2 separate regions of the Mus musculus genome follow, and region 2 is linked to region 1. Evidence: chromatin contacts called from public Hi-C data. All regions are on one chromosome and are shown on one strand. The core of a region is the stretch at or near the end of the contact, and the rest is flanking DNA. Distances in the headings are between cores, read along the strand shown.

Evidence for each region. Hi-C and Micro-C count contacts between places; a contact is called where the count stands out from the background.
Region 2: a contact with region 1 is called in a Hi-C map of the N1E-115 cell line, with 2.5 times the contacts expected there. The contact joins the promoter of Phox2a here to the enhancer-like site in region 1. A contact is called at or near these places in 9 of 39 promoter capture datasets (the 3T3-L1 cell line, 3T3-L1-derived adipocytes, the C10 cell line and 5 more), 5 of 484 Hi-C or Micro-C datasets (the AML12 cell line, the N1E-115 cell line, bone marrow-derived macrophages and 2 more), 7 of 115 datasets of contacts at active chromatin or transcription factors (craniofacial prominence, embryonic forebrain, embryonic hindbrain and 4 more) and 4 of 9 other capture datasets (adipose tissue, liver, macrophages and 1 more).

Annotation. Positions count from the first base shown.
Region 1 is chr7:101,696,077-101,700,972 of GRCm38.p6, forward strand. All of the region lies in intron 3 of Clpb (ClpB caseinolytic peptidase B), which reads left to right. Among named protein-coding and RNA genes, the nearest start is that of Clpb, 35 kb to the left of the region's middle. Within about 2 kb of position 2,090, at least 19 of the 459 cell types and tissues checked have an H3K27ac peak or open chromatin away from gene starts, as enhancers often do. A contact at or near this core is called in the N1E-115 cell line, where this site is marked.
Region 2 is chr7:101,815,163-101,819,827 of GRCm38.p6, forward strand. It overlaps Phox2a (paired-like homeobox 2a), which reads left to right and starts at 3,151. Exons shown (of 3, transcript NM_008887.2): 1 at 3,151-3,552. The coding sequence starts at 3,336.

The sequences.
Region 1 (4,896 bases), core at 840-3,339:
TGAGGGAAGACTCTCTTAGTTATAGTTTCCATTGCTGAGATGAAACACCATGATTAAAGCAACTGAGAGAGGAAAGGATTTATTTGGCTTACACTTCTAATCTAGTTCATCATTGAAGGAAATGAGGACAGGAACTCAAACAGAGCAGGAACCTGGAGCCAGGAGCTGATGAAGAGGGCATGGAGGGATGCTTACTACTGGCTTCCTCCGTGGCTAGCTCCGTAAGTGGCAGCATCCACAAATGGCCTGGGCCCTCCCCGTCATTCATTAATTAAAATGCCCTACAGCTGGATCTTATGGAGGCATTTTCTCAATTGAGGTTCACTTCTCTCAGATGACTTTAGTCAGATAGATTAAAAACGATTTGTGAGAAGTTGACATAAAACAACCCAGCACACATACCCTAGTTATAAGCATTGAGCACCTTTCTCTCTGCCTGTGACTGCCTGTCCAACACAGGTCTGTCCAGCCTTCATCTCAGGATATCTGCAAATGCAGAGCCAAGCCATTTGAAAATGGCAACATCAGTGACAGAGGTTGGACATCCCTAGCTAGTATGTAAACAGTTGTGGGCTCTAGAGTCAGATACCTGTGTTCAAATTCAAACTGTGCCTCTTACTCATTAGATGATTGGCAAGTTATTTGACTTTTAGGTGATTGTTTCCCCAGCTGTAAAACAGGATAATAAACAAAGCTGTGAGGGTCAAATGTATAAAGTGTTTAGAACAGTGCCTCCCATGTAGTAAGCAGTGGTGAGGTTAAGTGCCTTCTTTATTATTACTGACTTCCCTAGAACAACCCCAGGTAAGCCTGCCTGAGATGTAATGGCATTGGTACCTGTCTCAGTAACTCTTAGGTGGCTGAGTCAGTTGGGCTCTGGGATTCTCTTTGCACCCCTTTCCCTCTAAGAAACTGGGCCTATACTAGGGGACCCTTGAGTAGCATTCCTTGATATGTAGCTGGCTTTTGTCCCAGGTGGCCCTCTGCCCAATGCAGGATAATGCCCAGTATTTCCCAGCAAGGAGGGTGGGCAAGGATGCTGGCCGAGTGCCTGGAATGCCAGTACCATGCCCCCAGAAAAGTGTTCAGGGCTTGATGGTTCTCCACTGCTGCTGCTGTTGCCGATTACCTCTGAGTAACAAAGAATCATTTCTAATCCCATTTGGAATCGTTGTTCATGATAATCCTGTTTTGTAGTAATGATATTCCAATTGCAGCATGCTCCCGTTTCAAGTTTGGCAGATGCATGCCTCGACCTCAGGCAACCCAAGACACTGCTCGATGGAAAGCCGTGCCAGCTCATTTGCCTAAAGTATTGGCCCCTTCCCCCCTTCCTCCTTCAATTCTGTATCCTATCATGGGGTTATGTGTTCAGTGCTTGCTTCTGGAGAGTGTCAGTTGGGGCAGGAACGTATCCAGTGCCGTCTGGTTCAGCTGTGGTTAGGAAAGGCTAGTTATTTTCCGGTCTGTGATATGGTCCAGACCCATACCTCTCTTAAGAGACATCTTCCAATGCCTCTGTGCCACAAGCTGCTTATCTGACTAGGACTCCAAGGCTGGAGGGGCAGGAGTCTGAGTTAGATAAGGCTGCCACAACTCAAGTTTCAACATTGTATTTAGTTATCTCTTGTGACATCTACATGAATAAAATATGTTGTAGGAAACAATATATTTACACTAATAAGTGATGAAATGACCTAGTTAATTGTTTATATATGAATGTAAGGCTACAGAGTCAATGTCAAGTGATGAGCCATGGGGCTGTGTTCTGTTCAGTAGCTGTGTCACTGATTTCATTGAGGCCAACCAAATTGGCAGATTAAATGATGTGCAAAGGCATACTGATAGGTTATGTGGAAGGACATTATCTCGCTGAGTTATAGTAATGGTTAAATCGGTGCTGGTAAGAATTAATGGGGCCAGAGGTATAGCTCAGGGTTATAGTGTTTGTATGTCACGTATAGTCTTGGATTCAGTTCCCAGGGCTGCAAAAAGAATTTATGTGTGTGCATGTATGTGTAAGTGAAGACTAGAGATGAACATTGGGTCTCTTCCTCTGTGGCTATAAACATTGTTTTTTGAGACACAGTTTCTCACTGAACCTGGAGGTCACCATTTAGCTATACTGACTGGAAGTGAGCATTAGGAATTTGCTCACCTCCAGTGCTGAGTGCAGGCACTGCTTCCTCACTGGACTCTGTGAGTGCGAAGGCATGAACTCAAGTCTTCTGCTTGCACAGCAGGCTCTTTTCTGACTGACTGAGCCATCTTCCCAACCCAAGAATTCTTATTTATTTTTAAGATATTTGCTTGTTTGAGACAAGGTCTCTGTATAGCCTTGGCCATGTTGGAATTTGCTCTGTAGACCAAGTTGGCCTCTAACTCACAGAGATCTGCCTGCCTCTGCCTTCCAAGTGCCAGGATTAAGGGCGTGTGCCACCACTGCCTGACTGTAAAAGCTTGTGTGTGTGTGTGTGTGTGTGTGTGTGTGTGTGTGTGGTATTTTGTCTACATGTATACCTAGTGCCCACAAAGGCCAGAGGGTGTCAGATCTCCTAGAAGTTGAATTACAGGCTATGATTGTTTGTATAAGTACGGCTCCCACAAGTTCATACATTTGAATAGTTGGTTTCCCATTGGTGGAACTATTTGGGAAGGAGAGGAGATGTGTCATTGGGGGTGGGCTTTGAGGTTTTAAAAGACTCAAGCGTTTTCCGGTGTGTCTCTCTGCCCATCCCTCAGCTGTTCCTGCTGCCGTGCTTGCTTTTCACCCTGCCATGATGAATTTTAGCCCTCTGAAACCATAAGCCCAGTTAGACACTTTCTTTGATAATTTGCCTAAGTCATGGTGTCTTAGCAGTAGAAAAGTCACTAGTACACAGATAGTGGTGAGCCACCATATAGGAGCCAGGAGGGCCTGGAAGAGGAGCCAGTACTCTTCTTAACCATTGTGTCATTCTTCCAGCCCCCTAAGAATTATTGTTAATTTTTAAAAAATTAGCCGCAAGTTGTGGTGCATGCCTTTTAATCCTAGCACTTGGGAGGCAGAAGCAGGTGGCTTTGTGAGTTTGAGGCCAGCCTGGTCTACAATTTGAGTTCCAGGATAGAGCTCTTTGCAGAGAAATCCTGTCTCAGAAAAAACAAAAACAAAAAATAAATAGGAGAACTTGAGAAATGACTCAGTAGTTAATGAGGCATCTATACTCATGTGCATACACACCAATACAAACACACAGATAAACACCAACACACATCAACACACATGCGGGGTGAATGTATAGGTCAGCAGTTAGAACCAAACCCTGTGAAATCCAGGTAATACTAAAGTGCTGACTAAACCTGTCTCAAGTGCCCGGTCGTACTCTGATGGCTCATTTGCCTAGAGAGCCTAGTTTAGACTCATGCTATACTCAGAAGCTATGACAATAAGGTTTGGTGACCATATATTATGAGCCACAGCCTGGAGGTCATAGAGTCATCTTTAGAACTAGTCAAGGACTGTCCTGGAAAGGCTAAGGTGGGTGATCTTGATTCCTCGATTCTCACCTTTCTATGCCCTGCTTTCCTTGAACACCTAGATGTGTCACCCATCTTGGCACATTGTCTCTTGTTCCTGCTAGCCCCTGTAACCTGCTCTGCTTTAACTGCGATCTGAAGATAACAACTGTCTTCAGTAACCTAGTAAGGATCTGAGACTAGGAGATAGTACAGCAGCTAGTCCAGATGGTGGTGGCGCACACCTTTAATCCCAGCACTTGAGAGTTACAGGCAGGTGAACCTCTGAGTTCAAGGCCAGTCTACAGAGATAGTACAAACTTATGCCTGAAATAGATGAGAGCCATTGAGGCTTGAGGAATACATCCTTGGTTTAGACTCAATCTGACCCGTTTTTACAAATCTTGGCTTATTTAGTGTATACTTTTGATTCTTGCTGTGCCTCTGTTTACTCTTTAACAACATCTACTGTCCTTTGCAAGTTGCATAAAGATCTGAAATAGTGATTCTGTGAGATATCTAGTCCACTGGAGCTTATTATAATGGGTGGTTACTGGTTTCATAGTAACTATGCAGAAACTTATTATTGTGAGAGACTGGAACACATTTTTCACGGGTACCTTACTTACTACCTTTTAATTTGTTTGTAAAAATTAAAAAGCCTTGTAGTTTTACAAAGAAAATTCTCTTTCCCTGACCTTTGCCTCCCCAGTTCATGCACAATGCTGCAGAGCCTCTAGAGTTGGCTCCATCAATGCCTCTGACCAGGCTGCCTAGCCTCATGAGCAGTCAGTAGACTGTCCAGCCAAGCTCCCAAACTGACTTCTTGACTTCTTCATTGAGGTGTGAACTGGATTGAAAACAGGTCACTCTTTGCCCTCTCCTGCTTTTGACACTTATCACAGTGGCCCTGTGTATGCTTCAGATGTGGGATGTGGAGAGGAGGGAGACATGGGGTGTCCTGTGACGCTTACCATTGTTTGGGGAAGGTCTGGATCTTGGGATCACTGCCTTCTTTAGTTCATCAACTCCAGCTACTCAGCAGCCGTCTTGCACACATCTGGTCCAGCGCTGGCCTCAGCTCACACCAGTCTTCCCTTCTCTCCCCACTCCAGTGCAGCCTCTAAAAGCAGAAAGCAAGCTTTAAGAGCGTAAGTGCTCTCCCTCACTGAAGCCTAACAGCAACAGCTCACTTGGGGTCAGAGTGAGCCAACTTTCGACAAGCACTCCCACTTCTAATCTAATTACTGCTCGATCAACAAATTCATTAGCTGTGGCTCCAAAGGGAATTCCCTGAATCCCAGGAACTGCCAGTTGGGGACCTCTCCCCCAGGCATAATCTCAGTTTTGTCTAGGAATTGTCTGCAGCTGGGAAGGACCCGGCACTTAAAGTTAAGATGC
Region 2 (4,665 bases), core at 1,901-4,400, 120 kb after region 1:
TTAGCTCACACCCTGAAACTCCACTACAGAAGGATCCAGTGCCCTCTTCTGTACTCACGAGTGCACATTCCCACACAGACATGTATGTAATGCACATAAACTTACACAGGCACATAAAAAAAATAAATAATAAGAGAGGCCCATTGGTCGTGCCAACTTTATATGCCTCAGTACAAGGGGAACGCCAGGGCCAAGAAGTGGGAGTGGGTGGGGAAGTGGGTGGGAGGGCATGTGGGGGACTTTTGGGATAGCATTGAAAATGTAAATGAAATAAATACCTAAAATAAATAAATAATACATAAAATAAATAGAAAGCAGAACCTCTAATCCTAGCCCTTGGCAAGCAGAGGCAGGCGCCTGAGTTCAAGACCAGCCAGCACTGCACAACACAGTTAGACTCTGATTTTAATGGGAACAAAATGTGATCTGGAGAGAAGGCTTGATGGTTAAGAGAAACATCTTTTTCTTGCAGAGAACCTGAGTTCTATTCCCAGCAACCACGGGGTAGTTCACAACCAATTCCAGTTCCAACTAATCTAATGTCCTTTTCTGTTCTCCATAGGCACTGGCACAACTGCAATACACATAAACACACACAGGCAAAACACACATAAAATCAAGAGTGAATATGTCTTTTGTCCTTCAATAAAGACACACATCTGTATGCCCACATTCATATCATTGTTATTCACGGCACCTAAAACATGAATCTATGTATCCATGAATGAATACATAGAAATGAAAAAAATGGATATTACATACAATAGAATACTAGTCCACCTTAAAGGAAACAAATTCTAACTTATGCCACACATAGACAACCTTGAGAACATTATGATCAATGAAATAAGCCAGTCACAACCAGGTAAATGATGTATGGTTCCATTTTTATAAGATATTTAGAGTATTCAAAATTACAGAGATGATGCTGGGTGCTTAGCTCAGTGATAAAGTGCTCACCTAGTGTACATATAGTCCTGGATTAGATCCCAGAACCTCTCATAAAACTGAGTGTTAGTGCATGCAGCTGGTCAGAGCAAGGGTCAGGAGAATTAGGTATTCAAGATCATGCTTAGCTACACAGGGGGATCAAGGCCACCTGGGATACAGGAGACCCTATCTCAAAAAACTACATAGGTAGATAGATAGATAGATAGATAGATAGATAGATAGATAGATAGATAGATATCAGAAGGGTAGCTACCAGAAGGTAGGGAAGGTGGTTAGAGAGTTATTTCTTCATGTATGGAGTTTGGGTTATACAAGATCAAGAATTATGGAAATAAATATAAACAAGACAGTGATGCTGTATTGTCCAACATGATGAGAACTAGCAACACTGAAATATACAATTAAAATAGCTATAATGGTAAAATTTGTGTTTATGCATATTTTAACACAACATACCCAAAGCAAGGGAAAATGGCTTGGAAACACACACACACATGCGTGCACACATGCACACACACACACACACACACACACACAACTCCAAAACTCCTGACATAGAATACTTACAGAAACCGAGGCATGAGTCAAGCAAAGAATAATTAGCCTGGGAAAGGGACGGACCCGAGGGTTGTGGTCCCACTGTGCTGGCAAACATGAGGAAAGAGGAATTCCAGGAGAGTTTCTCTTAATCCTAGAGGATTTTGTTTGGTGACAAGGACATGGCCCTCTTCTGGCTTCTTTTTGGATCTCAGACTTCCCATCAGCAGGACTTAGTGTAGAAACCTGGGGACTTGGGGCTGGGGACTAATGAGGAGAGGTTCAATTCATCCTTCAGGAGAGCCAAAGAGACAGAAGGGGGTTTCTACTCATCCTCCAGGTAAAGATGCTAAATGTATTCCATTCACCACACAGCCTGGAGAGCTGGGGAAAATCCTTGGAGGGTCAATGACCTGGCTTTTCCAGAAGAAGGCAGGGACGACTCAAAGGGGAAGAAGAAAGGCACTGAAGGAGAGAGAGGGAGTCATTACCATAGTCCTAAGGCTCAGCATCCTACACAGACACAGTTACACACACACACACATACACACGCACACGCACACGCACACGCACACACACACGCGCGAGTCCAGAGGTCACAAGCTATTGGAGAGGACAACAGAGCTGAGAAGCCGGGATGGGAGGGAGTGGCCTGGACCCAGCAGGTGCAGGCTCCTGTGGCCCTCAAGACAAGAGACTTCTCAGAGAGAGAGACTTCAACCCTGCAGCCTTCTCCTCTAATGCCTTGCCAACCCCTCCCACCCCCAGCCTCTCCACCACAATGTCTTGGTCGCCTTCGGTGCTCTGGTCACAAATCCCAGCTCTCGGGGATGTCCTTTCTCTCCACTCATCGGCCTCTGTTTCGCTGGTCTGTTTCTGTCCTTGTTAGCCTAAGGCCATCCTGTGTGTGGTCTCACTGTGATTGTCTCTGATTTGTTTCAGCCTTCTCTGCAGCTCCATCACAGCCCTGGTTGCAGTCCACGTCCATGTTCATCCGTGTCCCTCTGTCTCCATGCCTGTCTTTCTCCATCCTGCTGGCCTCCTCTCTCTGCCAATCTCCATCTCCACCCCTGCCTTTCTCTTCTACCGCTTCATCCTTGTCTTCCCTTACTTCTATTTCGAGGTCTGACCCCTTTTCTCTAGTCTCTCCATACCCACGTCCCCTCCTTGTCCCTGTCCCAGGCTCCTGTCTCTTTCTCATCCCTGTCTCCATCCCCCTCACTCTAGGGCAGCCTCGGCAGTCCTCGCAGGGATAGGACCTAGCTGGGGGCGGGGCTGAAGGGCCAGATCGGAATAATTCGGTTATCTGGGAGAATTGAATTAACTTCTTCACACCAGCACCGCGGGGCCTGCCTCCCTAGCTTCCACGGGGCCGCAGGTGGGAGGCCCAGGAACGAGGTCGGGACCCTCCTGCTGGGCATGTTGTGTAGAGATCGAAGGTCTAGGCCGGATTGGGACAGGATAAGGGACTCTCGGATTGGGGTCCCACGATGCTCCGCCTGCACCTCGGGAGCCCTAAGAGGGAGGCCCTTTGGGGTGGGGGACCCGAGGTGGCTAGGGGCGGGGTCTGGGCCGCTCAGGCCCCGCCCCGCGGAGCTCGCCCCGCCTCGCCCCCTCCGCGGGGTCCTGCGCGTTAAAAGGCGCGCGGGCTGGCAGCACTGCACTTGCGTTGCACCGGGGCAGAGTGCGGGCCGCGACGGGGCGGGCGGACTCTCGGGCGCTCAGAGCCGGTCTCAGGTCCTCTGCGCCTGGAGCTCGAATCTCCATCCCGAACTCCACCCAGCCCGGGACCCCGACCCCAACCAGACCCGGCCCTGCCCGGCCCCCGCCCCCGCCCCCTCGGGCCGATGGACTACTCCTACCTCAATTCGTACGATTCGTGCGTGGCGGCCATGGAGGCGTCCGCCTACGGTGACTTCGGCGCCTGCAGCCAGCCTGGAGGCTTCCAATACAGTCCCCTGCGGCCTGCCTTCCCCGCCGCTGGGCCACCTTGCCCCGCGCTCGGCTCCTCCAACTGTGCGCTTGGCGCCCTACGCGACCACCAGCCCGCACCCTACTCGGCAGGTGAGCGCAGTCCCATCCCAACCCTACCTCCAAACCCCACCTCCAAACCCCATGAAACCCCAACTACCTTTCCTACTCTGCAAGTAATTGTGACTGAACCCACAAGCCACCCCTACCTATGCTGCTGGCTAGACTCCTCCAGTGTACTTTGAGACCCCCGGTAATAGGAGTTTCTTCTTGGCAGGGATGAGCCGCACCCTCTTGTTCCAACGGTTCCTCTTTCTCAATGCCAACCCCCTACCCTGTGCCTTTCGTATCAAAGAAACAGGTCCAGTCTTAGGCCTCTCATTAGGCCTTCCCCTCCCCACCTACAAAGGTGACCACCAAACCTCTCCATTCCCAGAATCCTCAGAATTGGCTTCCAGCTCAGTCCAGCCAACTCTCATTCTTACCACCTGTGTCTTGGGTGATGCCACCCTCAACAAAGATCCCTGCTGCCGCTGAGCTGCCCAGATGGCATCCTTCCCCCAGCCTTGATTCCTTCTTTCCAGCCTCACCTTGCCCTGTCTTAGACCTATCCTGCCTGGGCCCAAACCTTACTGCACCAGCAGAAAACAAAAAACAAAAAAACGGGTCCCATAGCCACAGAAAAGGAGCCTCTATCATTTGGACCACTTTCATTCCCACATTCCCTCCCATCCCGGACGACAGCCCTTGAAATCCCAGGAGCAGATAGATCCTCCACCCTCGAGTCCTTTGATCCAAGCAAGTCCCAGTCCAAACCCTCAACGTCATTTAGCCTTTTAGGTATCCCTATGCCTTCTGTTAGTGTCCCAGCATGCCCCACCCGGCTTCCTCCTTTCATAATCCCCCCACCCCCAAATATCACTGGAACCCGAAAGGAGGTCTGGGGTTTGTTGGGGAGATAAATACCTTAATTTAGAGAAATAATGACCTTTAAGAGGCGGCCGTAGACCAAAATGGGGTTAGGAAGACTGGTGGTGCTGGGCCAGGCCAGGATGGGGATCCCATAAATGGGAACAGGAAATAGGAAGATAGGACCCTTGAGAAAAGGGTCTGTGAGACTGTGGATGGGATAAGGTACGGAGAGATGGAAACACAAATGGAGACCCTGAGAGGAATGGGTGCATAGTGTTGGAAAACAGAGATAAG